7 separate regions of the Mus musculus genome follow, and regions 2, 3, 4, 5, 6 and 7 are each linked to region 1. Evidence: chromatin contacts called from public HiCAR-type, HiChIP or PLAC-seq and promoter capture Hi-C data. All regions are on one chromosome and are shown on one strand. Each heading gives the region's core, a stretch centred on a gene start, on an enhancer-like site or on the middle of the called end of the contact. The rest is flanking DNA. Distances are from core to core; before and after follow the strand shown.

Region 1 (3,982 bases), core at 964-3,463:
GTGTGTTCCCAGATAGAAAGGGCACAAAGTATTTAATTAAGTGGTAGTAGATTCTTCAATATGCACAGATGCAAAGAAATATAAAAGTATTAAGGCCAACAAATAGAGAATTGCAAATTCTCAAATATAAAAGTATTTGAAGCTGGGCGTGGTGGCACACGCCTTTAATCCCAGCACTTGTGAGGCAGAGGCAGTCGAATTTCTGAGTTCAAGGCCAGCCTGATCTACAGAGTGAGTTCCAGGACAGCCAGGGCTACACAGAGAAACCCTGTCTTGAAAAAAACAAACAAACAAAAAAGTATTTGAAATTTAGAAGGCAGATTATTGAAAATTCTATCCTTATTATCTGAAGTGATGGGTTACTAGAAGACTTCAAATAGCTCACTAGGAAATACAGTTCTTCAGATATAGCCTGTTTTAACTGTCCCAGACAATTGAAATATCTCTGAATAATAATCAAGACCATGAAAACAAAACTGTATAACAACAGACAGAATGACTGTAAGTCTGTTTCCATTGGCATTAGATAAAATTGTTAAAAATTCTCATCTTACACAGCATCACATCTAGTTATAATAGAGATTGAGGTATTTCTTAGGATTTCTATTGCTGTGAAGAGATGTCATGACCATGGCAACTGTTATGGAAGCAAACATTTAATTGGTGCTAGTTTACAATTTCAGAGATTTAGTCCATTATCATGGCCAGAAGCATGGCAACACGCAGGCTCACATGGTGCCAGAGGAACTGAGAATTCTACATCTTTGTCTGAAGGTAACTAAGAGGTGACAGGATTCCATACTGGGCATAACTTGAGCATAGGAGACCTCAAAGCCCTGCCTCTACAGGGACACACTTTCTCCACTAAGGCCATATCTCCTCATAATGCCACTTCCCATGGGCCCAAGTATTCAAACACAGTCTGTATGGGCAACAAAGCTAGCCAAATCACCACAAGGCACCTTTCAGATTCATCAGCCTGAATGAAAAGATCAAGCCTAACTTTATCTCAGAATCACCACAGATTTGGCACCGTCAGAACATTTCAGAATTGATTCATTGTCTGTCTTAGTTAAGGTTTTTATTGCTGCCATGAAACACAATGACCAAAAAGCAGCTTGGGGGAGGAAAATGTTTATTTGGCTTATACCTCCACAGCACTGTACATATCAGGATAGGGACTCAAACAAGGCAGGAACCTAGAGATGATGTAGAGGCATGGGGGGTGGGGTGGGGGTGGGGACTGGTTACTGACTTGTTCCACATGGCTTACTCAGCCTGCTTTCTTATAGAACCCAGGATCCCTGGACTAGGGATGGCATCACCCACAACTGGCTGGGTTCCACTGCTCCCTCCCCCACCCCCCCATCAATCACTAATTAAGAAAATGCCTTATGGCTAGATCTTATGGAGGCATTTTCTCACTTGAGGTTCTCTCCTCTAAGATTACTCTAGCTTGTGCCAAGACTAGCCAGCACACTGACCAAATACCCTTTGTGCCACTAAGCTAAGCAGGTCCTTCATTTCAAATGTCCACCTCAGGATGTTGGAAATGGGGATATTGTTTCAAGGGCACACATTTTCTTCATATGAAGTGGAGATTATCATATATTTGCACAATGGTGAGTATAGTTAAGAATGATATATATTTAAAATCGTTGAAATCTTAAATGAAATCAGAGATGAAAGTTAATTAGCTTGAATTAATCTCCTTACAGTGTACCCATGGGTATACTATGTATTCTTTACAGTGTACCTATATAAAATCACCTAAAACTTAAAAATTCTTTGACATTTTATCCTTGCATATAATGAATTTTGGTAATTTTCCCCCTATTATCCTTCTCATCTCTACCCACTTAGACTTTACCCGCTCTGTCCTCTCAACAAGTCACCCTCTTATTTTCATCCTTATAGAAAAAACAAAACAAAACCTTTTTTGTGTCAAATAAACGTCGGTGGGTAGATATTAGTTGGTTTAATCCCCTCACATGCCCGACCTCCGTTTTCTTTAGAGAACCGGGTCCTGGGGAACGCAGAGAGGGAGCACCCTGCTAGGGAGCCCGAGCGCCGGGTGTCCCGTCGCCCTCACTGTGTACAACGGTCATCTGCCATCTTCTTACGCATGACCCAGCGCGCTCTTGTCTTGGCTTCTGGGCGTCGGTCCCAGAGCCCATAAGTCTTCCTCCCCTGGCGGCTGTCGCAGTCTCCGCGCCACATACCCAGCTAATGCTGCTCGGGAGAAGGCTGGCCGCCATGACCGAGCTGCTCAAGTCTGTGGACTACGAAGTGTTCGGGACAGTGCAAGGTACGGTCTGACCTGGGATGCCAAGACGAGGCCGTGGGAGGGAGAGGAGGAAGCTTATGCCATCCATTTTAGGGACGGTTCTTCTCACTGAGGCAGCGACTTCCGCTCAGCCATGACACAGCAGCCCGGGGCGGGGAGAACGGGCTAGCGCGGGGCGGAGGGAGGTCACCCTGGGTTCCCGAAGAGGACGCTGCAAGCCTATAGGATGGGGGTGGGGGACGCCTAAGTGCGGCAGAAAAGCAAGGGTACCTGAATGATACTGGGTGATTTACTTTGTCAGAGGTTGTAGCCCCTCTCCAGCTAGCAATTTTTCCTTCCTGGGTTTTGGAGATTGAACCTTATATATTTATGCACAGTCTTACATTTGCGTACTAGATTGCTGAAGTACACTCCCAGGCCATTTAAGTGAAGTTTTAAAATTTTTGTTTGATTATAAGCTTAAATAGATGCATAGAATATAATGTCTGACTTACTTTAAATCTTTATATTTGTAATTTAAAACGTTAAAACATTCTTTTAATTTTTTCTAACGCAACTTGACATAGTAGTGCATGTAGTCCTTATGCAGAAGAAGGTGGATATTTGAGTTCAAGACCAGGCTGGTCTATACACTTGAGAAAATTATCTAATGGCGTATAAATACTGTAACTATTTAATGTATATCATCCATTTAAAAGAAGAAAACTTTTTGAGACTGGAAATGTAGCTCAGTAGAGTGCTTGCTTAATAGTCACCAAGCCCTGGAATGGGTGCTCTGCTCTGTACCAGACCAAGGACGAGCTAGTCCTTATAAGCCTGTAATGCAGGTTCCGGTCTTCAACATAAAAATAATGCCTTTCTTTTTCTTTTTCTTTTTCTTTTTCTTTTTCTTTTTCTTTTTCTTTTTCTTTTTCTTTTTCTTTTTCTTTTTCTTTTTCTTTTTCTTTTTCTTTTTCTTTTTCTTTTTCTTTTTCCTTTTCCTTTTCCTTCTCCTTCTCCTTCTCTTTCTCTTTCTCTTTCTCTTTCTCTTTCTCTTTCTCTTTCTCTTTCTCTTTCTCTTTCTCTTTCTCTTTCTCTTTCTCTTTTCTCTTTCTCTTTCTCTTTCCCTTTCCCTTTTCCTTTTCCTCTTTCTCCTCCTCCTCCTCCTCCTCCTCCTCCTCCTCCTCCTCCTTCTCTTTCTTTTTCTTTTTCTCTTTATTTTTTCTCTTTTTTGGGGGGTGGGGCGGGGGCTTGAGACTCGGTTTCTCTGTATAGCCCTGGCTGTCCTGGAACTCACTTTGTAGACCAGGCTGGCCTCGATCTCAGAAATCCTCCTGCCTCTGTCTCCCAAGTGCTGGGATTAAAGGCGTGTGCCCTTTAACGAGGATATTACTTCCTGTTTGAGTCGGATTTCCATTCTACCTTCTCCACATAATTTTATTCCATTGTTTGGTATGCATGAGAATTTCTTTTATCTCCATCCCCAATCCCACCTCAGATGTGCTGTTGTGTGTGTGCATGGGGTGGGGGGATACTATGGGATACTTTTCTTAACTTCCTTTATCAATAAGCTTTAGTGATAACCATTAGTAGATTTTAAATGTGAGTTTGTATTGGAAATTTATTTCTAAGTGGGAAAACTGGATTTTTAAAAATGGATCCTTGTCTAAAGGGGGAGGAAGAATATTATCTTTTTATTTTGATATTCTGTTGATA
Region 2 (3,982 bases), core at 969-3,468, 1.5 Mb after region 1:
TATGATGCTACAAAGATACCCAGCCACTATGATTAAAGCAAAAACTGGTTTCCTACCTGTATCACAGCACAGCCATCAGCAAATCTTGCCAGTTTCCCAGAGGATATTTCTAATTTTCTGTTTAAAAGGAAAAATGTAATACAAGATACCAGTACAAGTCTTTGCTAAGTAAAAATAATTGGAGAATCGAGGGGAAAAAAAGAATGAAATGCTCCCAATTGTCAGAGAAAAAAAGAGTAAGTAGGAGTTGTGACCATCAAAAGCACAAGAGATTTAAGCGCAGCTTAAAGACAATGAGAACCAAGGCAAAAGATGCATCTGGAGAAGGAAGTATGGTAGGGAGAAAACGGAATTCCTAACTATTAACTCCCATCTTATGACTCAGCTCAGTCTCTTATCGTCCCTTGCTTTGTTGGCTGTATTAACCCAACACACAAACTGTTCTCTTCCCTATTAAAATAATTTTAAAATTTCTCTATTACTTTATGGAAAAAAATACAAACTTTTGAATATTGACTACAAAGACTTTCATGTTCTGATATATAACAGTGTTTTGTACGCTAAGTTAAAAATAATAAAGACTATCTTCTGATAAATAACATTTTGAATGCTTAAAAACTTAACAAAGATGTTGAGATGGTCACATACTTCATATAAAAATAAAAACTCAAAATAGACTCATATGTCCATCCATCTTGACCCAGTTCTGACCCTCAATCTTTAGCTGAGCTCTACCCTCTGGCTTGGCCCTATGGGCCTCCAGCTGCTCTCCAAATGGGACTACCAGCTGTAGTCTCTCAGTATGTGTCTTAGCTCTTTGCCTCTAGTCTAATAAGTCTTTCAAATCTTTGAACTATGCAGCATCTTTAATATGCACAGAAATATATAGAAATACACAAATATTATTAGTGTACAAAGTATAATGTGCAATCAGAGAGTTGGTATTAGTTAGCAATTGATGGTGGAATAAAAGCATGTTTGTCAACAACCAGATTATATCAAAGGAAATTTGAACGACCTGACAAATTGCGATATCAGAACTGAAACAGTATGTTATTCAATGAATTCTAATAATGCAGAAAGTCAGAAAGATTTTGGGGGGTAGGGAGTACATGTAATTTTGATTGTTCCAAGAAAGCTATTAAGTTTATGGTGTTTACATGTAATTTTGATTGTTCCAAGAAAGCTATTAAGTTTATGGTGTTTTGTTGTTGTTGTTTACTTTGTCTCATAACAATTTACTTTTCAATATTATATTGTATAAAATACCTCCAAATACATAGTGGACCCATAGCATAGCTAGCCTCTGGGGTTTGGAAGTAGGCATTTGGGAATAAATGGAAGAGTTCTGAAGTTTCTATATGCCAAACCATGTGAGTGAATGCCTACCTAAATACTCTATGAACATAAACAAGAAGATTGATAGAATGAACAAGCAGAACACAGTGATGGGAAGAGTAATCGGATGCCAAGGGAGGACACGGGGCAGCGGCCTGCCACAAAAAGTAGAGCTTTAGGGAAAAGCTTTAAAAAAACCTATTATTTAAAATATCCACATATACACCCCCGCCGTGTGTCTTGTTAACTGAGAAATTTGCCTTTTTGACCTTTTGTTGGATGGTAACTGTACTTTCACTACAGGTTTAACAGGACTATGTGCATCTTATAACTGGCATTCATCTCCGGCTCACACCGGCCATCAGTGGACCTGGGGCACGGAACGATAACGCATTACCTAGGGTTTCCTACTTCAGAGCTCGAGGTCTCGGAAAATAGAGAAAGGATGTCTGGGGCACAGGCAATAGGACTCAGGAAGTTCACCGCAGGGCTAGGAGGAAGATGAAGAGGCAAAAGGCAGCGGCCAGCTTGGGAAAGGGAGACAGACTTTAAATCCGGAAAAAGGAAATCTCGACCTTAGGTTTGGAGTAGAGAACTTAAGAGACTTAGGCTGCTTGATTCCTACCCTGGGGGGGATTTGACTTCTGGGGCTGAATGGACAAGACAGACGCCGCGTGAAAACCGCGAACTCACACCGTTTCTCACCTGTGTCCCAGGTCTACAGTCACCGCTCTGGATCCGGTGCTGCTCCACAACGCTCGCATCTGCAAATAGCTGAGTGCCCGATTCCGCCCGGGCCGGCCGAGGGGGCCGCAGCCCAGCGGTCGGAGGCACGGGCACAAGCAGCACAGCCTGCAGGCCGCCATGACACCCAGAGCGTGGAAGGCCTGGGCAGCGCCTCATTGGCCAGCACTCCTGTGGGCGGAGTCGGACGCAGTTTCGTTTCCGTGGAGCCTGCAAACTGCCGGGAAAGCAATCCTTGCAGGCTTTCTGTAATTGCCAGAGTCAAACCACCAGAATGCGTTTCTTTCAGTCAGCTTTTATTCCCCCACCCTTATCGGTGAAAAATAAGTACTACCTTAAAAAAAATGTATAGATTTAAAGAAAGCCCTTTAATACTTCCCGCGCCGTGTGTGTGTGTGTGTGTGTGTGTGTGTGTGTGTGTGTGTGTGCGCGCGCGCGCTAGTGTTATCACGGTTTGAAAGAAAGTCTTAGAACAATGTGTTTAATAAATGTAACAGTAAATAAATACTGAACAACTCACGATTATTTGGTTCTTACCTAAAGATCTAGGTTTGTGTCTATGGAAGGCCACCTGTAATTCCAACGTTCAGAGGCTGAGAATGAATCCATGAATCATCCTGGCTTGTTAGACTTGCCTGAGGGCTCCAGGTTCAGCAAGGGACCCTACCTCAAAAAATAAGTAGAGCGCTATCAAGCAAGACACCGTACTTTAACCTCTGGCTTCCACACATTCTTAACGTACACACACACACACACACACACACACACATATATATATATATATATATATATATACACACACGCGCACGCGCACACAGGCACACACGCCCAGTCACCTGCACACACTGGTGTATCCACACACATGCAAACTCGCACACACTTAGACACAAACATAACAAAGCAAAGCAAAACAAAACAAAACAAAAAACAAGAAAAAACTTTTTTTTTTGAGAACCCCTTGAATAATTTACCATTCATTCAGTTGTAAGTTTTGGAGAGGTATATTAAAATGGGAAGGAGTCTATGTTTCCTAATGTCACTCTAAAATAATTAGAATAGTAGTAATTTTGAGTCATAAATCAAAAGGAAATAAAAGCATTGATGTTATTCGACGCGTTCTCACGACCGGCCAGGAAGAACACCACAGACCAGAATCTTCTGCGGCAAAGCTTTATTCTTACATCTTCAGGAAAAGAGAGCAAGAAGCAAGAGAGAGAGAAAACGAAAACCCCGTCCCTCTTAAGGAGCATTCTCCTTCGCCTCGGACGTGTCACTCCTTGATTGGCTGCAGCCCATCGGCCGAGTTGACGTCACGGGGAAGGCAGAGCACAAGTAGTCATAAGATACCCTTGGCACATGCGCAGATTATTTGTTTACCACTTAGAACACAGGATGTCAGCGCCATCTTGTAACGGCGAATGTGGGGGCGGCTCCCAACATCTCCCCCTTTTTCTTTTAATAAGAGCAAATAGGCCACCCATATTAATGAGAGTGGAGATAGAGGTCAAATCCCCAGTGTGTAGGTAAAGGAGCCATGTACAGGATTAGCTCTTAGGCTTACAGGCTTTTACCCAGAGCAACCCTGACCTGCTCCCGTGTCGTTTTGCCTGGGGGAAGGGAACTAGGACACTGAACCTTCATGAAAGATGACATGTCTCCCTAGAATAGGCTCATATATGCCGCAGAGCCTTTCCATTGCAGTGCTTAGCCTTGCAACTCTCTCGGGCTGCTGAAGCACACTCACTCTATCCCGTGCAATGAGTCTAGCCTCATGGGATATAAGAGCTGAGTGGCCAGCGACCTATTGCCTAAGCATAGATAACCATATATCAGGGGGAGCTCCATGTTCTAGTCCTGCAAGCGCCTGGGCAATAACCACCTTGTCTCTCCTAGTTTAGGC
Region 3 (3,982 bases), core at 612-3,111, 1.5 Mb after region 1:
TTACCAAACTTTTTTTCTTGTCTGGAAAATATTCCCATCTTTGTCACATAAATAATACATCCTGGATCACAGATGAAGTTTTCAAATTAAAGATAAACAACTACTTGCCTGCTGTTTCTGATATGCAGTGTTTGGATTTATCTTTGACTCTAAGAGTAGCGATCCTGAAAGAGTAAAAAAAAAAAAAGTCTGAAATTATAAAACCTTCAGTAGCACACATCTAGTAAGCATTTCATGTCTTCTCACCAGATGAACATCTGAAGCTACAAATGTATTTTAATTCATATTTTCTAAATAAAGACTACATGGTTAACTTAGACTGTTTCATCCTACCTCCATATGTCCTCAGAAGGAAGGAAATGTGAAATCAATATTCAGACTATGAGGTAACTAAAACCTTTAAGGTCTAATTGACCATTTGAAGACTAAACTTTAACAAAAGCTGTTTCACTGAATTTCCTGTCTAACAAAACAAATTACAAGGACCCCAGAGAGACTTACCATACAAATGATATTTATCCTTTTCCTTTGACAAACCCTCCTCTTCATAATGTAGAAATAAATGCCTCTTAACTCCTAATGAGGGACTCTGCACTAGTACAACATTTGCCCAAAATGATCTAAGATTGCTATTCTTTTATTTCTTGAATGCATTAGCTGTTCCAGTTGGGCAGCTCTTGAGTATATATAAGTAGTAGCTTTTTTATTATGGCTGTCAGTTTTTAATATTAAAATGGTTTCTATGAATTCTGCAATCAACAAATACAACTTCACAGTCCGCTTTAGTTTTCTAACTTGCCGAGATTGTGGAACCCACTTTTTCACTCCCTACAACGGCAGCCTTGGAGGGATCAATCAATAAATATGTACGTGCTTGTGTGTTTCGTGGCAACAGTCTGTAGTAACTCCAAGAGAAAGTCCGTTTTAGTTTTCCCCAGCACCTGGCGATTGGAACAACTGAAACTTGTTTTTAAGGCAGAGTTTCTCTAAACCTTTTATGCTACATAGGTACAACCGACAGGACTGTACCTAAAGCGGCTCGGGAGTCGGGGGTCATCTCATGGGCGATATTCCTACCTGGTCTTCTACTGACTTCCCACTCATACATTCTAAACCTCAACTACCGGGTTGGGATGGGGGGGTGGGGGGGGGGGGAGAAGGAGTCAAATCCTCAATAGGGATGGAGGCGGAGAACTGCGAGTTCACGTCTGACAGAGAGTAAATCCAGGCCCAGCAGTTTGTTTTTATCGTAAAGAAGGGCAGGCTCAAGACCAATGCGCTGTCCCTAGTGGTGCTAGTCAGAATACAGTACCGGAGCGCAGCGCTTAACCCTCAGGTTGTGCCGCAACCGATGCACTATCCCCTACCCCACCGTTCCAATACCCTTACCGTCGGACTCGGCACGAACCAGCAGCGACATCCCCTTGAGCTCCTCTACGTAAGTGGAGGAGACGTGCCCGGTGCCTCGGTCGTCCCATTGCCGGTCTTCGTTAAGGGTATAGACCTTCACTCGCCTCCGTGTATCCGACATGGTGGCTTCTGGCCCCACCGTTCCAGCCGCCACCTCCTCGCTCACCTCGCCGGTATCCCTCACTCTTGAGAGCCGGTAGTGGCGGCAGCGGCGGTGGTGGCAGCGACTCTGGAGAGGCCCGAGTTTACCATGGCTCTAAAGGTTTAGCCGCGAGAAGGGGTGACCAGAGCCACCGAGAGCCCTCCGCTCGTGGTCTCCGCTACCCCTCCCTTCACCGCGGCGCACAACCACTCTCCCTTCCTTTTGCGTCCCGGAGCTCGCTCGCTCTCCCGCTGCCGCCGCCCGCCGCGGTTACTACTACAGATCCGCCATCTTGTAACCCGACTCTCTGCCTTTCTCTTCCTCTTCCAGCAGGTTCGTACGGGCTGCCCTAGCAGGGGCTACGGCGGCCGACGAGCCCAACGCACAGTACCTTTACCTCCGAACACACTTCCGGAGAGTCAGACCTCGGCGATCTCGCGAGGAGTGCGCCGCCGAGGTGAGCCGGCCAAGGAGGGACTTCCTCCTCTTTCGGCCCCGCTTCCTGATTCGGGAATCTCAGTTGGGCGGGGAAGTCCCGCGAGCTTTTCTACCTGCGCCGGGAGGAAGCGTGTGTAGAAGGTTGCCTTGGCGATGGAGTTGCCGAGTTGTTCTTCGGGATTTGTAGGGCTGATGTTGGTCATGTGGCGGGTTGTCAACTCTGGACTTGCTCTCAGCAGAACAGAGCCAGGCTGAGAAGTCCGAATGCGTGCACAGGACTAGAGTGAAGCCAAGTGTAGGGACTCAGGCTGACAGCCCGAAAAGGACTGAGACGGGGTGAGGGTGTTCGAGTCATTCGTGAAGACGATGGGAGGTCGAGCCTTCACCCACTAAAATCCGTTATAGAATCTGCGAGGCTTCTGCCGGGAAGGTGTTCCATGGCCACGATGAGCAGTGGGCGATCTAATGTTCCACAAACGCGTTGACAGTTCCTATTTCCCGCCGAAGCGTTCTTCCGTTAGCCGGGTACCACGGACCATTAAAAGGTTCAGAGAGACCGGCGGCAGCGACGAGGCAAGCACAGGCGTACAGCCTCACAATCCTCGGGGAGCTCTCAGCTTCATGTGCCGCAAGAACGGTTTCCAGCGTGAAGTTAACGTCGCTCAGAGCGTGACGCTCGCCCGAAGGCATCCGCTCCCAGCGTAGTTCTGCCGCCTCTCCGTTCTCTTATATGGTCCCTCAACTCTTGGCTCTAACCTGAAAGGTGAACACGGGGCAGGTGCACATGTTGATCCCGCGGTGTATTTCGGGAGTTGTAGTCATCACCATGCTTGTCAAAGTGTGCTTATGATTTGACGAGGTTAGGCGGCAACTCATGTTTAAAAGGGTGTCTTATGTACATAGTCGCTTGATTGAAAAGGATTTCAAAATTTGAACTATCATTGCGATTCTTTAAATGTATGAGGGACCAAGAAAATTAGCCTGGTCTGCTGTCATTTGCCTGTAACGACTGCATATGGAAATTGCAGCCTATGGTATGTAACAGGATTCTGCCTATGATAAAAGGACGTGAATCACTATACATAAGTCCCTGATAATCTGTGACTGATATGGACAAAATGTACTTTGAACCAGGGAAAATATGACTTGTTTGGGGAAGGCCATAGAAAGCTTTCCAGAGTCAGTGTTTTAGCCCAATGTTAGAGGACACCCAAGGATTTGTCTAAGCATCCTTTTCATTGCCCACTCTAAAGGAGAAAAGAACGTTGGCAAGAGCACTGGATAGATCCTGGAAGCCCACTCAGCCTTTAGGACAGAAATTTCAGGTGCCCAGAGCATTCTCTGTAGAATGTTTTGGTCAGGGTCCATCCAGCTTATGCTGTAGTCTGGAAGCATCACTGTGCCATAGCCATACCTTCCCCCAGAGTCTTTTACAAGGAAACTACAACTCCAAAAGGTTGTAGCCCAAATGAGCCCCTGATGTCCTTGATCTTTACAAGTAATACCTTTATATGTGAAAAAATTAAAATGGCAAAGAACTTCTGCAATGCAAGGTAAGTCTCTTCAGCTCCCGCTTCCCGCTATTCTCCAGAAAACAGTGACTATATCACTCCCCACTAGATCCCCTCTCATTCTCACTGTGTGTGAGGTTAGACTGGGGGCAGTTCCTTGGTGTGTGTCCTATACATTTGTACATTTGATTTAATGCTGCTATCATCATCTAAAAATGTTAAGTAATTTTTGAACATTGTTTTCTTTCCACTAGGTTTTATGCTGTATTTTGTTTTAGAAATAGTTTAGCATGTGCAAATGTGTGTGTAAATATACTGTAGTTGTCTTTTGATGATTTAAATGACTGTTTCCAGGACTCAAATCCATCCCAATATCTGTATGATGAAGTCTTTCATATAAAATGGCATATGTTTTGCTTATAACCTATAAGGTCCTGCAGAATAATTTGTATCATTTTTGGATTATATTACTATAATACTT
Region 4 (3,982 bases), core at 547-3,046, 1.4 Mb after region 1:
CTGGACAAAGGGGGCAGTGCTTATATAGGATTTCTGAAGGGCAGAACTTCTCATGGCAGAGATTTCCAGTGTGAGAATTGGTGGAATTTCAAGTCTTGAATATGGGGTGGCTCAGGAATTGGTGGCTCTTTTTTTCACCCCATTTTCCTTTCATCGGGCCCATGGGTTAGGGTGAGAAGTCCTTCCTGGATGTAGCTGGCTTTACCTGAGGCTCCATCTCTGTGGGGCTGTTTGTGTGTGTGTGTGTGTGTGTGTGTGTGTGTGTGTGTGTGTGGTGTGTGTGGTGTGTGTGTGTGTGTGTGTGGGGGGGGCTAGAGAGGAGGTGCTGCCACGGTGGACAGCTTCTGCAGTGGTGCTTCATGAAAGCTGTAGGCTGAGGCATGAAAAGTGTGGCCATTATGAACAGCTCCTGAGGGGCAGCTCCCGATGAGGTGAGAAAAGCAGTGTGCCACTGTGGACCACTCTTACGGCTCTTATGATGGCTGTAGGCTGAGATGTTGTGATACCGCCATTTTGGACAGCTCCTGAGGAGCCATAGGCTGGGCAGCAAGGAGGGGCCTGGAGCCCCTTTGATGACTTTTGTGGCTCAGCAGCTTTTGTGGTCCTCAGAGACTTCAATGATGAGACAGGTGACAAGACAAATCCCCACAGAAATGACCTTTTCGTCCATAAGGAAATTCTTGGACAGAAGACAAGATTAACTAGCTAACATACTAATTGCTGACTTGAGAGCTGGGTCCTCTATCAACAGCTTTAGTATATATTGAAATAGTTCTCAACCTGTGGGCCACGGATCAGAAATCCTGCACACCAGATTTACAACAGTTGTAAAGTTACAATATGGAGTAGCAATGCAATAATTCTATGGTTGGGTGTCACCACAATACGAGAAACTGTATTAAAAGGCTGCAGCATTAGGAAGGTTGAGAACCACTGAAACGTTGAGATCTTCAGGGTCCTCTGCCTCTAATACCCCTTTAGTTCCTCCTGAGCTTTCCATGAACATTTGCTGTATGTAGCTCCTGCCCTCAACCAGACCTGGTACTGTGCTGTCGGCCCAACACACAGTCACCTCTGGTTCTCACTGAGTCCTCCACTTCCACTTTCATGAAACTGAAGTTGTAGAGTCTGCTCCTCCAGCTCCTCACCACTCTCATTATATAGCCTTGGTGGGCCTGGGACTCTCAGGTCTGTCTGCCTGTGGCTATCAGGAGTATTGGGATTAAAGGTGTAGGCCACCACATCTAGTTATAAGATTCTTGGGAGTCCTCTGGCTCTTAAGTAGGAAGAGAGCAACCTTGATACTTTCTAAATACTGTCTATGAAAGCCTAATTAAATGGAGATTAACTGATTTTATACTTGTCCTAATTTTAGTTGTTGTTAACTAAGCTTAGACCCATCCTTAGACAGCAAGCAAACGGCTTGCAGAATCAATCAGTAAACCTCACAGAGCATATTTCTCTCAATTTTGTTTTCAAGGGCCAGGGGGTCTGAAGACCGCTAGGGATGAGGTGGGAGGAGGTCCTCAGGGAAGCCACGCCTTCAGCACGCCATTTTGAGACGGGCCGCGCGCACACGGGAGCGCGAACGCCGTCTCTAAGCGCAGTAGCCAATGCCCGCGCGTCTGCTCTCAGCCTAGCAACTACGGGCCAATGAGTGGAGGGCTATCGTTTGCCCCGTTCTCTTCTAGCCAATAGGAAACGTTCCTAATCCAGCCCCCCCCCTCCAGGAGCTCAGGACTCAGGCCTCACTTCCGGGCTGCTGCGTACGTTGTCATAGCGACCATTTTACGTTAACTGGTTTGTGGTGTCTAACCTGGGGGCCCGGCGATTGCGGGGACCTTGCTGCCCGCATTCTCCGTCGCTTCCTGCGGCCGAAAGGCCAGACAGGGCTGGGGGAATCCGGCCTAGGCGTCCGCGTCGCCGGGTGCGAGCGGGATGGCTGCGGAAGAAGAGGACGAAGTGGAATGGGTGGTGGAGAGCATCGCTGGGTTCCTGCGGGGCCCGGATTGGTCTATCCCCATCTTGGACTTTGTGGAGCAGAAATGCGAAGGTAAGAACCAGACTGTGAACAAGCCAAATATTACTGTCTCTGCCTGCCGGGCCTAGGACAGTTTTGTAGAAGGAATTACGTACATCCCTTCCCGAGTGGCTCGTTTGTTTGCAGACGTGAAATTGCTCACCAAGACTTTTCACCCACTCTGCCCGAGCGCCTGTCCTGAAGACATTAGACTTTAATCCCATGTTCGGCCTGTCACTTCACCCCGTATCTTTCTACCCCGCGCAAGTGGACTGTTTGGGTAACCAGCATCTTCCTCAGTTATTTGGGGAAAACGTCGTTTTTCTTCGAGTTCCTTCTGACCCCTGAGATGTCGCCCTGTGGACTCAGCCTATGAAATGACAAATTCACTCTGGCCATTTTATCTGCAAAGGGGGGCATTCGATTACTCCGGCAGGACCAAAGCAGGCGATGGGGAGGAAGAGCTTTCTAACAAACGAGATATACAAATGTGGCATTCTTTTGAAGGACCAGCATCAGTGCTTTCTGATCGGTTCATATCACGCTCATATCCGAGTTCATAAGACGAATTGGACTCTGTTCATAGAGAAGCAATCACAAACGATGTCCTATCCAACCTTTATCTTGGTTTTTTTTTTTTTTTTTTTTTTGCCTAGGCAATACTTGGAGGGTAGCAATATATATCGTCTGAACTTGTGTCTTAGGTTAGGGGGACAGACTTTTTGTAAAGATCGGTGCAATAGAGCTGGGGTGAGTGAATACTGACTCACAGCTGCAGAGAACACATTTCAGTGAAGGGAATCTTTTATACACTTTTCTAGGATGAGGTGGCCTGCTTGAAAAGTTAATGGGTTCCCAGGCATTTGAAGTATCTGCATACACTCGACAGTGACTGTACTGCAATGCAGCTTGTTTGAGATTCAGCTAACAGAGGGTTCTTATCCTGAATTGTCTTGCAAGACTTCTCTCAAACCCAAAATTCTATGAATCTAGTAAAGAAAGAATGTTGTTTGATCACTGAACCTTTTATTTTATTCTAACTGTTAAAGTTCAAACACGAGTTAAGTGTTTTGGTAGGCAGCTTTTATGAAGGATCAGAAAGCAAAGCAATTGACTTGTGTTCCTGTAGAATTTAGAGTGCTGTTAAAAGGTTGATGAATCATGGGGATAGCCTGGCCTCCTGCAAGAGGGATTATGTCTCCCACTGATTTTCATGTATTTTTGAGACTAAATCCTTAATAGAAATTGTGTGGGGTATGGTATGCCTTCTATCCATCCACAGGTGTCAAGAGTGGCTACATCTCGGTAGTAACAGCTGATTGTGCATTTTTACAGAGAAGCAAAGCTAGGGCTTACAAACACACCACAATGATGTAGTTTTAGAACTGAAAAGAATTAGTATTTGTATTGAATGCATGAGAAGTGTCACAGAGACCAAATGCAATGTAAAAAGAATTGAAGTCAGAACACTTGGAATAACTTTATACCTCACTGATGTGGGGCTGCCAATGTGCTGTTCTCTGCCTCAGAATGCTTAACGATTAGTTTGGACAGCTCTGTGATATTAACCTTTCAGTATTCACTGAGTTATCTTAGAGCAGACACTGGGGATAGATATGCTATCCTTAAAAAGTTTACAGTCTACCATAGAAGGTGCACAAGTAAAGAGTAAAATATAAAGTGTCAAGTGCAGGTACATAAATGTTAAAAATAAAGGCACTGAGAAGATGGCTTAGGGGCAAGAGTGTTGGTAAACTTGATGAGTTGAGTCAACCCACAACCCACATGGTGGAAGGGGAGAGAGAACAGGTGCCTGCAAGGACATTTATAAGATTTCTATATTTGTACTTAATTAAATGATTTGTTCTTTTACACTGTTTTATTATTATAAATCTAGTTTTTGATGATGAAGAAGAAAGCAAATTAACCTACACAGAAATCCATCAAGAATACAAAGAGCTG
Region 5 (3,982 bases), core at 1,093-3,592, 1.3 Mb after region 1:
CTATGATATACACATGACCAAAAGCAACTGTGGAAGAAAGGGTTTATTTCCTCTTACTTCTAGGTAATAGTTCATCACTGAAAAACAAAAAAAAGTCCCAGCAGGAGCTGGCAGGACTAAAGCTGAGAGCCCAGAGAAAGGCTGTTTACTAGCTAGGTCCCTCTGGCTTGCTCAGCTACCTTTCTTACACAAACGAAGACCACCGGCCCAGGGTAGGGACTGTCAGCGGTGGGTTGGGCATGAAGCAACCACATGAAGCAACCAAGAAAATGCCCCCACAGACTTGCCTGCAGGTGGGAAGGGCAAAGACATTTTCTAACTGAGGGTTTCCTTCTCCCTAAAGATCCCTGTGTCAAGGTGACAAAAACCTAACCCGCAAAAACCTCTTAAAATAGAAAGTATAAAAAGAAAAATAATTTCCATTAAAAAAAAAAAACGGAATTGATATATGTAAAATTAACAGAATAGTATACAGACTCTAACAAGCATTTATACTGAATTAATTTCTCACATATATAAAAGAAGTATCTTCAAGTCAAAAAGTACAAGATTCTTGTAATGATACTGGACTGAGAAAGAAGTCTAAATCTTCAGCAACTGATAACCACTTTAGTACTCACAATGAATCTGCACTACAATACCGTAACAATAAAATGGAGTCATTTGTATTACTCTGATCTAAGTACTGATATGCTTTCAATATTCAATTTCTAGCTCAAAAACCCCATTCCTACTTAACAGATGCTCAGTATTACAAACAAAAGATTTAACTAATTAACCCAGCTCTCAAGACTTCAGTTATTTATAAACCTCAAAATACCTTTAAACAATTCCTCAAATATTAAACAATTTAATAATTCATCAATAACACAATAAGCCATCTAATCAAACTTGGATATTTAAATTGTTTGCTACAAAGTCTTCCTGACCAATTGTAATGTTAACTGAATTTTTCACTTCTGAAACATATTAGTTCACCACTTTCCATTTTTGAACCACTTATTCTTATACTAAAAAGGTTAATAAATATCTTTCCACATATATAACTTCAGTTAAGTCTTTTCCCTGTGGTAGACAAGATTTCTCTATCTCCGTCATTTTACCAAATGACCAAAGATGACACAATGTAGTTTGAATTTCAGCAGTCAAGACAATAAATGACAAAACAGAATTGGCAAAGTCACGGATAAAGTTTACCAATTTTAACAGGTATAACTATTTGGTTGTGATAAATGGGGCAGGCACATAAGAATACCGCTCCTTCCAAGATCCAATTAAACTACCTGATTTTTTTTTTTCTGGCCAAAGAACCAAATTAAGTCGTGAAATCTAAGTTCAAAGTATGTAATGTTTCAAAGAATATAAGTTACCAAGAAAGAAGAAGACACTTACATTTGGAGCATGACCTGGTTCAAGAATACCCCATCCACTAAAGCCACATACTCATCCAGGTTAGTCCCATTTCCTGCAGCCAGAGGTCCAAACGTTTTAACCTAGAACAGAAGGATTATCACGACGTGAACGCCCACCTCCATCTCTGCAGCCACAAATAACACGGCCAAATATACCATAAAGGACATCTTCCTTACCCAAGTGACCAAGGGGCTGGTCATGAACTGCTCCAGAAGGGGAGTGAAGATTTCGTTCTCCATTTTACAGATTATATATTCAGGAGGGGGCGGGGGGAGGAAGTACCACAAATACGCCCAGGGAATTGGTCAGTAAATGTAGAAGACGGAATCAATGAAAGTTCATTCCGGCAGGAGAGGAAAATCCCATCGAAGAAGGGGAAGAGCTGTCCCTCCTTAGCCCCCCCGGGGAAACGAGCCCGAATCCCGCGCTGAGCCGCAGCCGATGCTGGCAGTCTGCACCCGGTGAGGAGGGGCAGAAAAAAGGCATCTGGAGGAGGAGGACGCGGAGAGCGGCCGGGGCACGAGACAAAAAGCCCGTCAAGGTTGCCCCGCTCCCGGGGGGAGCCGGCCAGCGCAGCGGCCGCCAAGAACTCAAGCCCAACGTGGGGGCCGAGGGGGCCGGGCTGGACCTGGGCGAGCGGTTCTGGGCGTTCCGGCCGCCAGTGGGCACGGGCGCCGAGAGCTGGGAGCGTCTGCCCGCAACCTCACAGCCTCAGGCGCGGCTCGCCCCTCTCCAGGCGCTCAGCATCCCTCCGCGGCCTCGCGCTCGCTTCAGCGCCCTGGCCTTGGCCGGGGTCCGGAGCACCGAGGCGTGTCCCTGACCGTCCGGCTGCAGGAGCCCCGCCAGCCTCCGTGTGCCTCAGCGACGCCCGGACGCTCCGCTGCCGCGCTCCAGCCTCCTCCGCCGCCCTCTGGAGGAGCTAGGGTAACGGCCTCGGAACCGCAGTGCCGCAGCACACCCGCCGCCGGCCTGGCGGGCGAGCGCGCCACTCCCTCCGCGCCAGTATCCTTCCGCCGACTCCCCGCCCTCCCGCGCCTCTACCTCTGGATTGTGGGAGAAGAAAACCGCTGCAAGAGCGCGCTCCCGCGTGAGCGCGCCCCCGGCCGGCCCGCCGCCGCCCAGATTCTGGCGGAGCGTGGACGCGCGGACGATGCAGCTGCGGCGGGGGCCCGCGTCGAGTCCGCGCCCCGGACGGATGCCAGGGTGTAGGGGGCGAGACTGAGGAACCGGGCAAGACTGAGGAACCGGGTCTGTCTGCTTGCTCGCTCATGTCTAATTATGGTTTCTTTCCTCCTGGAGCGCCTTCTTTCATGTGTGAAGGAAAAGGAACGAAACCCATCTTTTTTTTAAACACGAGGGGTGCAGACATCCTCTTTCGGACACTTTGATTTGCTCTGTTAAACATGCTTTCTCGCCCCCTAAAAGGCCTAGGAAAGCTGCAGCAAGAAGCAAAAGCACATCTTGGGGGGATGGAGGTTGTTTTTGTTTTCCCGTCTTTTCATATATATATGAAATATTTATAGATATAATATATATTTATATAATTTATATATTATATATATATGAAATATTTATAAGAGTCGAGAATAACCAAAGCTGCCTTTCAACATGGGATTTCCTGACTGGAGTTTCCATGATGCAGGCATTATTTTTTGACTTCTTGGTCACTGGGAAAAAAAATCCAAATTGAGAGCCACAAGAGAAAATATTTAGAAATCATCCAAGTTGTGTGACAAACATTTGTTAAAAATCATTTATCTTATGTACTAGAGGGCCCATCAAAATATGACAGTTCCACAGCAAATTAAATGTTATTCTTCCTCATACCCATAGCATGTCCAGGATAAGATGGAATAGAAAACATCTTTTTCCAAACACAATATGGTATTGTGATATTACAATGCATTTTATGTTTGCACAGTGCTTACAAGTACCTATCCTCTTTGACTACTCATATGTTTAATGATATCTATTTTTGTATGTTTTATTTTTCATTGATTGTATGAATTTTTGCCTTGGATGTATGTTTCTTCCCCACTTATGTGCCTGGTTCCTGTGGAGGTCAGAAGAGGGCACTAGGTTCCCTGGAACAGAGGTTAGAGGCAGCCATGAGCCACTGGATGCCAGGAATCAAACCCTGGTCCTCTGCACCAGCAACCAGAGCTCATAACCACTGAGTCATCTCTCCATCTCTCATAATTTAAGGTAACAGTAAACATGTTTTATCATATACTAAATTAAACACCACAATTTCTTCAGGATTTCTTTTGTTTGTTTGTTTGTCTGTTTGCTTGTTTTCAAGACAAGGTTTCTCTGTGTAGCTGTCCTGGAACTTACTTGTAGACCAGGCTGGCCTCGAACTCAGAAATCTGCCTGCCTCTTCCTCTGCCTTCCAAGTGCTGGGATTTAAGATGTGCACCACCACGCCCAGCAAAAGTTTGTTTGCGTCCAACGTGGGGCACGAACCTTCAGGATTTCTGATAGCAAGACTCACTAGCTGTGTGAACCTAGACACATTACTGAGCCCCTCTCTTCCCATGTAAAGCAAGAAAAAACAATAAAGACCCAT
Region 6 (3,982 bases), core at 516-3,015, 1.2 Mb after region 1:
GCCTGCCTCTGCCTCTTAAACACTGGGATTAAAGATGTACGCCACCACCACCTGGCCTCTATTCCACTCTTTATCTGATATTCTTCATTCCATTTAAGTTCATAAGTTGTTTATTACACAAGGAGGCCTAGAAAAGATTATGATTATTTACATAGTATCTTAAAACTTGACATTTTCCTAAACTGAAATTTATATCATGGCCTGATATTTCAGGTTGTGTGGGGGGAAAAAAAGTCACAAGGAAGTCAGATTAAAACTCCCATTGCCAATAGTTACACAGCACAGTGCAAACAGCAGACGGCCTATACCTTTATTATTAACCAACTGCTTGGATCGGAAGGCTGCAGAAGAGTTGACAGTTGAAAAGTTGATGGCTGTAGTAGAGAAGGCCATAGCTCCCAATTCTTTTCTCCTTTTACCCGTTGAAATATCATCAGGGACCTCCAAATTTTCAGTACTACCTGTCCACTGTCCTCCTGCTAGGACCATGGACTGCACCAGGTCATTCATGGCTGGGATGCAAATGAGAGCAAATGAATCAGCATGATTAATGGACTGGCTCTTATTTCTATTTTGTATTATAAATGATCTGGTTTTGTCTATGAATTAATGCAAATGGGCCCAAGACTGTAACTATAAAGCCATTTAAGTAATGACATGCATTCAGCTGAATGAAATGAGGCCAAAGGCTGATGGATTTTCAATACTCTTCCCACACCCACGCCCCAACTGCCTTTAAAAGACAGAAAGGAATTTTACTATGTACAATTGCCATGCTTTTGTGCTATGGTGTGAAATATCATTAGAAGCCTTCAAATGCAGCTTTGTGGTGACAAAAATGGAATGAAATAAGATGGAGAGCAATTTTACACAGTTTCATTACTGAAAACAAGAGAGTCCTTGGTCAGAGCAGGTTACTGAATAAAATCATCTTTAAAAAAAAGTAAATTTACCAATAAATAAAAACCTGAAAGAGATACTCAAAGTAACAATATATCATTACCCATATCACTTCAAAAGAGAAAGCCAAGATTATTTATTACATAAAGAATGACAAACATTTTCAAGGGTTATAGGCCACTTTATTATTTATTTATTTATTTATTCATTTATTTAATTAGGTTCATTAAGGAAATAAGTTCCTATTTCTAAAGGGTTTGTTATATTTTTCCTTAAGTAAACTTCTTTGGGGAGAAAATCTGTATGGCATATAAAATTAAGTTTGTTTGTTTCTTCCAGTTTTAAGAAAGCACTGGAAATTTACAAGTATATTGCATGAGTTACTAAACATATGCATATATATGTATGAGCAGTATACATATAATGCAAATTCAATGCCTTCTTTGAAAAAATATTCTTCCAGCTCCTCATATTAAAGGAAGACTGCACTTTGCAAAATAGGAAATTAGTACAGTCCACAGAAAGTTAGTGAGAAATTAGTGATGGAAGCCAGTGTAGTCATTGGAAAGAAGCTGAGCTGTCATAAAGTCTTACACATGGAACGACGGTAGCAGGCCTTCATTTTGTCTTTATCCTTCGGTCTGTTCCTCAAAAAGGGCAGTCTTTTCAGTGCAACCACTTTAATGTCAGAGCATGAGGAAAAACAGAAACAGGGAAATGAAAGAAAAAAGGGAGAAGAACAGATGGGAGTTAAATGTTGAAATTAAGGACAGGAATGAATGTTGGTCTCAGCTATGTATGCTACATTACGGCTAATACCCTCATGCTGCTGAAGGCAGTGAGACAGGAAGCATGCACCCTGGTACTGTAAATACTCGGAAAGCACTGAAGACAATGATGAGGAACATGTATTCTGAGAGCACTGGCTACGGTCAGTCCTATAAAAACAGGAACTGATTACAATTACTTAGGGAGAAACCAAATTCCCTAGTTAAATTGTAAAAGGAAACTTTTAAAATTAGGCTATGGGTGGTTTATACTATAAGAGATGAGTCCTACAAAGTTCACAGGCCATCCTTTTGTTTTGTTTTGTATTTAAACATTTTAAGTTAAAGGCTTTCTTTAAAAAAAAGGTTAGGTAAATCCATATCCCACTGGAAAATTTTAATAATATATATGTGTATATCTATATTTACATATAGGTAATATACCTATATCAACTAAAAATTATGGTGGTCAGATATTTAAAGCAAAATAAACTAAAAAAAAAACCCTTAAATTTTTTTGTTAGTCTCCTAATATTCAATAAAGGAAACACTGATTTAAACTAGAATCTAGTGCATTGTTTAGCAGCACTGTGGAAATACACATTCTTTCAACAAGTCTTCCTAAAGATTAAATAGCAGGTATATTAGGCTCATTTTCCAAAAAGTTGATTTAGAGGAGGAAAAAAGAATAGTTTGACATCAGCAATAAGTGTTAGCACTAAGTTCTGAGAAAGCTAACAAAAAAATGAACCCCAAAGAACGCAAAATGGAAGGGAAACATAATATTTAAAGATGTTTGGGGCCAGGAGAGATGGCTCAGCAGTTCTTAACACCGGCTGTTCTAGAGGACCCAAGTTTAATTCCAAGCACCCACATGGCAGCTCACAACTGTCTGTAGTTCTAGTTCCAGGGTGTCCAATGCCCTCTTCTGGCTTAGGAGGGCACCAAGCATGCATGTGATACTAGACATAAGGACAGGCAAAACATTTATGTACATAAAATAACATACTAATAAACAACAAATTTATAAGGGCACATATTTTGAAGGGCCCATAGGGTGGGTGGGTGGGTTTATGTAAACAAAAAAAAATGAAGCACTCCACAAATTTTTGTTTTGTGAATTAAAGGATTATTACTCAAGTACAGGAATCATTAGAACAAAAACTAAGCTATCTCTTACTGTGACTTAACATAAATCCATACATTTAGGCATGAAAACATACACAACCTTAACAACTCTTTCTCAGAAAACTGTCATCAGCGTGTAAATAATCAACGCTTTTGTTCCTGTTTTGATAAACTGGGAAGTATCCACTGAACGATGTGCAAGCTAAAATAGCTTTCCACTTTTTGACTTCTGTAAGGAAGAGTCATGACTCATTTAAGCTTTTTAATTTGACATATCTTTTCATGCTTGGTAAACACAGCTCTTCTCAATGACAAAACAGGAATGAATCAAAACAATGTAAAATGGACACTGAGCTAAAACAAAGCTGAGTGGTTGCAGCATGCACATGTCATATGTAGATGCGTTTCTTTTTTTTCCTTTTTCTGTTTTCAGCTGTTTTTCAAAGACTGCTTTACTGACATGACAGACAGACATTCTTCCAAAATGGGCAGAAAAAAAAGAATTTTAAAATTGCCAGGAATGTGATTCCTCTCACGGCAATTATGTTTGGAGACATATAATGTTCTTTTCCCGAAGGATACTTAGATCAAGGTAATATTAGTATTGTTGAGTTTTGTGTTTATTTAAAAACAAAATCTAAAGTTGAACAACTGTAGGAAAAGAGAATATTGTTTTCTTCTGATTTTTATCCCGAATGTTCCAGGATGGAGTAAGAAATAATGACTTACACTTTAGACAGACAGAATGACATAAAAAATAAGACTGTATATGTGTGTGTCTAAACTATATTCCTGTAAGTTAAAATAATTAAGGATACACTTTACATTTTCTTAATAGGATGACAGATTGTGTTTAAAGGTAGAAGATACAAATGACTTATTAGCCACCTGTAAAGGAAAACTTGATGATCTTTCCACATCAGTATTTATCAATTAGGTGGACACAAAGCTAGATGGAAAAAGATCCTAGATAATAATCATCCTATGTGAAGCTAAAGAATTATACTGTTTCGAGAGACTATTATGTATATTGTATATGCATCTGTACTTTTTGTACTTATTGACTATCTAGGCTGCTAAAACTGTTCTGTGAAAAATATGCTACAGGAGCAAACACTACCTCTTTTCAGAGATAATTCACTCAAGGCCATACTTTGTACCAATTTTTTGAGTATTTTGAGAGCCAC
Region 7 (3,982 bases), core at 1,013-3,512, 1.1 Mb after region 1:
AAATAGGGAGGGCTCCTGTGGTCACGATGGTGGCAGTGTTCAAGATGAGCTAGATACCAGTCTGTGGCCCACAAGACCATTCATTGCTGAAACAATAAAAAAGAATAGAAAGAAAATCACAGTGCTGATTCTAGACCACCAACCAGAGTACACATGGAGGGACCCATGGCTCCAGCTGCACATGTAGCAGAGGATGGCCTTGTTGGGCATCAATGGGAGAGGCCCTTGGTCCTGTGAAGGCTCGATGCCCTAGTATAGGGGAATGCCAGGGTGGGGAGGTGGGAGTGGGTGGGGCAACACCCTTATAGAAGCAGGGGGTGGGGGATAGGATAGGAGGTGGGTGGGGGAACCGGGAAAGGGGATAACATTTGAAATGTAAATAAAGAAAATATCCAAAAAAAAAAAAAAAAAGAGTTTAAAATAAAAGAGATTTTAAAGGGGCTGGAGAGATGGCTCTATGTTTAAGAGCACTGTTTGATCTTCCAGAGGACCTGGGTTTGCACCCATATGGTAGTAGTTCATGACCATATTTAATTCCAGTTCTAGGGGATCCTACCCTCTTTTGGTCTCCAAAGGTGGTACAAACACACACAGGCAAAAAGATTAAACAACAACAACAACAACAAAAAGGTTAAGGGGGCTGGAGAGATGGCTCAGTGGTTAAGAGCACTGGATTTTCTTCTAGAGGACCTGGGTTCAATTCCCAGCACCCACAGGGCAGTTCACAAGTGTCTGTAACTCCAGTTCCAGAGGATCTGGAACCCTTGCACAGACATGCAGGCAGAAAACCAATGCACATAAAAAAATGTTTGTTTGTTTTCGAGACAGGGTTTCTCTGTGTAGCTCTGGCTGTCCTGGAACTCACTTTGTAGACCAGGCTGGCCTTGAACTCAGAAATCCACCTGCCTCTGCCTCCCAAGTGCTGGGATTAAAGGCATACGCCACCACCGCCGGGCAATAAATCATTTTTAAAAAAAGGTTAAACTAAAAAGTTTTAAAATTTTGAAATCCTGAGTTCAGAGTGAAACTGTAAACACAACTCTGACTTACTCTTTTGTAGTTTCTTCCAATACTGAGTAAATCATAGGCTGGAACAAATCCCTGTTTTCCAGTCTGCCCTCCTTCTTCTACTGCACAGGCAGAGAAAGCTCCTGGCTAATGTGGTGTGTTTATGGTAACTCACCCAAGAGTGTCTGCTTAGGGGCTCAGTTTTTGACCATGTATGGACACTATCCCAGCTCCTAGCTAGCACGGCATCATTCCTTGCCAAAACTCTGTGAAACCCTCTTAAGACCAGATGAGTGACTTCACTGACTTCCACATGTGAGATTGATGAGCCCGCCCAAAAGCTGCCTCCTAGTAAACCTGCCTTTATCTACATGTAATATGTTCTAATCTGGCTCTATTTGTGTCACCGAGGGAGAGAAAAAGCATACCATCTGTGTCTTAAGAGGGGTTCTTTTTCAGATCTTCACTCCCAAATAAATACAATTAATTTATATTAAACATCTCTGAGTGTATCAGTGTTTCATGTTGCATGTGAGCCTTAATTTCAAAGTTTAAGTGAAATACTAATGTGGAATTTGAACCTTATTCAAAGTAAGTGGTCCCACCATGGTTGCAAATTCCAGGCCATAAGTATCATAACGACCACTGTAATTCGTCGCAGTACTGTTTTCTTCCTTTCTTTTCTTTTTTCTTTTTTTTCGAGACAGGGTTTCTCTGTATAGCCCTTGCTGTCCTGGAACTCACTCTGTAGACCAGGCTGGCCTCGAACTCAGAAATCCGCCTGCCTCTGCCTCCCAAGTGCTGGGTTAAAGGAGTGCGCCACCACACCCGCAGTACCGTTTTCTAATATCATAATATGCGGGAGTGATGGCTGGTCTTCCAGAGGACCGAGTTCGGTTCCTAGCACCTACATGACTCACCATCACTCCAGTTCTAGTAAATTGAACACCTTCTTTCAGCCTCCTCAGGCACTGCTCACACGTGGTGCACAACCATGCAAGCCGGTAACTAACGCCCATAACACATAAAATTTAAAAGAACGGAAAGACGGAAGTCACAAGCTACAGTTGTTGAGGCATGAAGCCACATTGCCGCGGCCGAGCAATGGAACCCGGAGCTTTCCGACCCCGGCACTGGAGGCTCAGGTGGTTGGGGGTGTGGCTAAGCGCTCTCGGCGGCCCAAAGATGGGTCAGGCCACAGAGCCATGCCAGGGCGGAGCAAGCAGCCATCACCACGCCCCCGAAGCCGTGGCACTTCCGGTAAGCCTGCCCACGTAGAGGGGAAAATGGCAGGCTCGGAGCTGCGGGCTGAGTTAGAACAGAGGCTCGGCGCCCTCGCCATTCGCACGGAGGTCGTGGAGCATCCCGAGGTGAGACTGCGGCCCCAGGAAGGCAGAGGGTCTTCGGGCGAGTGTTTATTGGGTCCAAGCAGAGGCTTATAAGTTTATTTAAAACTGCGGCAACCGTGAGGAAACTTGTCCTGGGATGACTGACGTGACTTAAAAGCCGGTTGGATAGCTGATACGTTATGTAGATAACTAAGGAACAAGGCACTACATAAGTGGCAACCCTATAGAATCGCCTAGGCTGTATCTGGTACCAAAGGCACAGCAGGCCATTGAGGTGGCTTGGTTTTTTACTTCTTTGGACAGTCGTTACCACTGCAGCACGGCAAGGATCATTTCCCAAATAATTACAAAAAGTATATAACCCCTGAGTCTGGAGAATTGTTTTCGCGGTTAAGAGCACGTACTTCTCTTGCAGATGACACGAATTTATTTCAGCACTCACACTGAGAGCTGTTTAAAACTACAGTTCCTCTTTTGGCCCGCTCCCGCTTGTGCCACAAACAAAAGTACGTACCTTAATTTTAACATGACCTACACTGGAGATGTACAATTTTTGTGGAAACTATTATGAGGGTTGGTAAGGCTTGCACGACACATTTTATGATAGAAAACACCTGTCTTAATATTTACTATTTCCCATTTTTACAAAGGTCACATTCTGTGTACATTCCCAGCCTCCAAATACTTTAAGGCCCTGGAGTACTGGTACTTGTAACATTAAAAAAATGTTCTTTATGTACTAACCTGGGGTCTTATGTTCTTCATCGATGCCCTTGTAGTGAATGTCTGGGACTCTGGAGATAAATATTAAGGACTGTCATCAAATTTTACGCCAAAGTTCAAAAGTTATAAGCGTCTCAGGCACCTGATGGCTTTGTTAGCCACTGGGATAGAAAACTGGCCCAACAAAAACTGAGGTCTTGAGGTCTGCAACTGTGATGATTAAGGCTCCCCCTGAACCCCAACCAGGATTTTGCTGCACTCTTGAATTCTTGATCTCGGCCTCAGCTCTAAGTACCAGTACTCCAGGTACCAGGCCTTTAAAGTATTTGGAGGCTGAGGTTTTTAGTTCAGAGATATTGTGCCTGCCTAGCAAGCATAGCACTCTGGGTCCTATCCTCAGCACCAAAAGGCCCAACCCCTATCAAAACATTTATAACGAATACCAGTTAAATTCAGAGCATCCACCATGAAAAATATGTACAACCGTGGATATGTATGTGTGCAATTTACAGTGTTTTTTCTTTTGCATATTTTGCAGGTGTTTACAATTGAAGAAATGATGCCTCATATTCAACATCTGAAAGGAGCACATAGTAAGAACTTATTTCTTAAAGACAAAAAGAAGAAAAACTATTGGTTAGTCACAGTTCTTCATGATAGACAAATCAATTTAAATGATCTTGGCAAGCAGTTAGGAGTTGGGAGTGGAAATCTTCGGTTTGCTGATGAAACAGCCATGCTAGAAAAACTGAAAGTTGGTCAAGGCTGTGCCACACCTTTGTCACTCTTCTGCGATGATGGAGATGTTAAATTTGTCTTGGATTCAGCTTTTCTGGAAGGTGGACATGAGAAAGTGTACTTTCACCCAATGACTAATGCTGCAACAATGGGGTTAAGTCCTG

The links. Promoter capture Hi-C pulls out the DNA fragments that hold promoters and counts their contacts. HiCAR-type assays count read pairs that join an accessible place to other places. HiChIP or PLAC-seq counts read pairs in DNA pulled down with a chosen protein or histone mark. Capture Hi-C pulls out chosen DNA fragments and counts their contacts.
Region 2: a contact with region 1 is called in a promoter capture Hi-C map of pre-B cells, with 4 times the contacts expected there. The contact joins the promoter of Pnpt1 here to the promoter of Acyp2 in region 1. A contact is called at or near these places in 3 of 39 promoter capture datasets (HPC-7-derived erythroid cells, liver and pre-B cells) and 1 of 9 other capture datasets (liver).
Region 3: an H3K4me3 HiChIP or PLAC-seq map of bone marrow-derived macrophages shows a contact between it and region 1, with 7 times the contacts expected there. The contact joins the promoter of Ppp4r3b here to the promoter of Acyp2 in region 1. A contact is called at or near these places in 3 of 39 promoter capture datasets (liver and pre-B cells), 4 of 115 datasets of contacts at active chromatin or transcription factors (astrocytes, bone marrow-derived macrophages, microglia and 1 more) and 1 of 9 other capture datasets (liver).
Region 4: a contact with region 1 is called in a promoter capture Hi-C map of pre-B cells, with 5 times the contacts expected there. The contact joins the promoter of Cfap36 here to the promoter of Acyp2 in region 1. A contact is called at or near these places in 9 of 39 promoter capture datasets (the 3T3-L1 cell line, the C10 cell line, the HPC-7 cell line and 5 more), 1 of 484 Hi-C or Micro-C datasets (rod photoreceptor) and 3 of 9 other capture datasets (adipose tissue, liver and macrophages).
Region 5: a HiCAR-type map of astrocytes shows a contact between it and region 1, with 4 times the contacts expected there. The contact joins the promoter of Ccdc88a here to the promoter of Acyp2 in region 1. A contact is called at or near these places in 4 of 39 promoter capture datasets (hippocampal neurons, liver and pre-B cells), 1 of 115 datasets of contacts at active chromatin or transcription factors (astrocytes) and 1 of 9 other capture datasets (liver).
Region 6: an H3K27ac HiChIP or PLAC-seq map of microglia shows a contact between it and region 1, with 6 times the contacts expected there. The contact joins the enhancer-like site here to the promoter of Acyp2 in region 1. A contact is called at or near these places in 5 of 39 promoter capture datasets (hippocampal neurons, liver, pre-B cells and 2 more) and 1 of 115 datasets of contacts at active chromatin or transcription factors (microglia).
Region 7: a contact with region 1 is called in a promoter capture Hi-C map of adipose tissue, with 3 times the contacts expected there. The contact joins the promoter of Prorsd1 here to the promoter of Acyp2 in region 1. A contact is called at or near these places in 3 of 39 promoter capture datasets (the 3T3-L1 cell line and liver), 1 of 115 datasets of contacts at active chromatin or transcription factors (astrocytes) and 2 of 9 other capture datasets (adipose tissue and embryonic stem cells).

The regions. Positions count from the first base shown.
Region 1 is chr11:30,647,627-30,651,608 of GRCm38.p6, reverse strand. It overlaps Acyp2 (acylphosphatase 2, muscle type), which reads left to right and starts at 2,213. Exons shown (of 4, transcript NM_029344.3): 1 at 2,213-2,308. The coding sequence starts at 2,230.
Region 2 is chr11:29,128,980-29,132,961 of GRCm38.p6, reverse strand. It overlaps Pnpt1 (polyribonucleotide nucleotidyltransferase 1), which reads right to left and starts at 2,218. Exons shown (of 28, transcript NM_027869.2): 1 at 2,044-2,218; 2 at 57-117. The coding sequence starts at 2,204.
Region 3 is chr11:29,170,855-29,174,836 of GRCm38.p6, reverse strand. Ppp4r3b (protein phosphatase 4 regulatory subunit 3B) reads right to left here and starts at 1,861. Exons shown (of 16, transcript NM_134034.3): 1 at 1,390-1,861; 2 at 109-164. The coding sequence starts at 1,531.
Region 4 is chr11:29,245,086-29,249,067 of GRCm38.p6, reverse strand. Cfap36 (cilia and flagella associated protein 36) reads left to right here and starts at 1,796. Exons shown (of 10, transcript NM_025740.3): 1 at 1,796-2,053; 2 at 3,918-3,982. The coding sequence starts at 1,939.
Region 5 is chr11:29,372,018-29,375,999 of GRCm38.p6, reverse strand. It overlaps Ccdc88a (coiled coil domain containing 88A), which reads right to left and starts at 2,342. Exons shown (of 31, transcript NM_001363368.1): 1 at 1,590-2,342; 2 at 1,393-1,493. The coding sequence starts at 1,652.
Region 6 is chr11:29,494,939-29,498,920 of GRCm38.p6, reverse strand. Ccdc88a (coiled coil domain containing 88A) reads right to left here. Exons shown (of 31, transcript NM_001363368.1): 26 at 1,495-1,578; 27 at 309-512. Among named protein-coding and RNA genes, the nearest start is that of Prorsd1, 18 kb to the left of the region's middle. Within about 2 kb of position 1,765, at least 15 of the 459 cell types and tissues checked have an H3K27ac peak or open chromatin away from gene starts, as enhancers often do. A contact at or near this core is called in microglia, where this site is marked.
Region 7 is chr11:29,513,313-29,517,294 of GRCm38.p6, reverse strand. It overlaps Prorsd1 (prolyl-tRNA synthetase domain containing 1), which reads left to right and starts at 2,262. Exons shown (of 2, transcript NM_026465.3): 1 at 2,262-2,378; 2 at 3,619-3,982. The coding sequence starts at 2,295.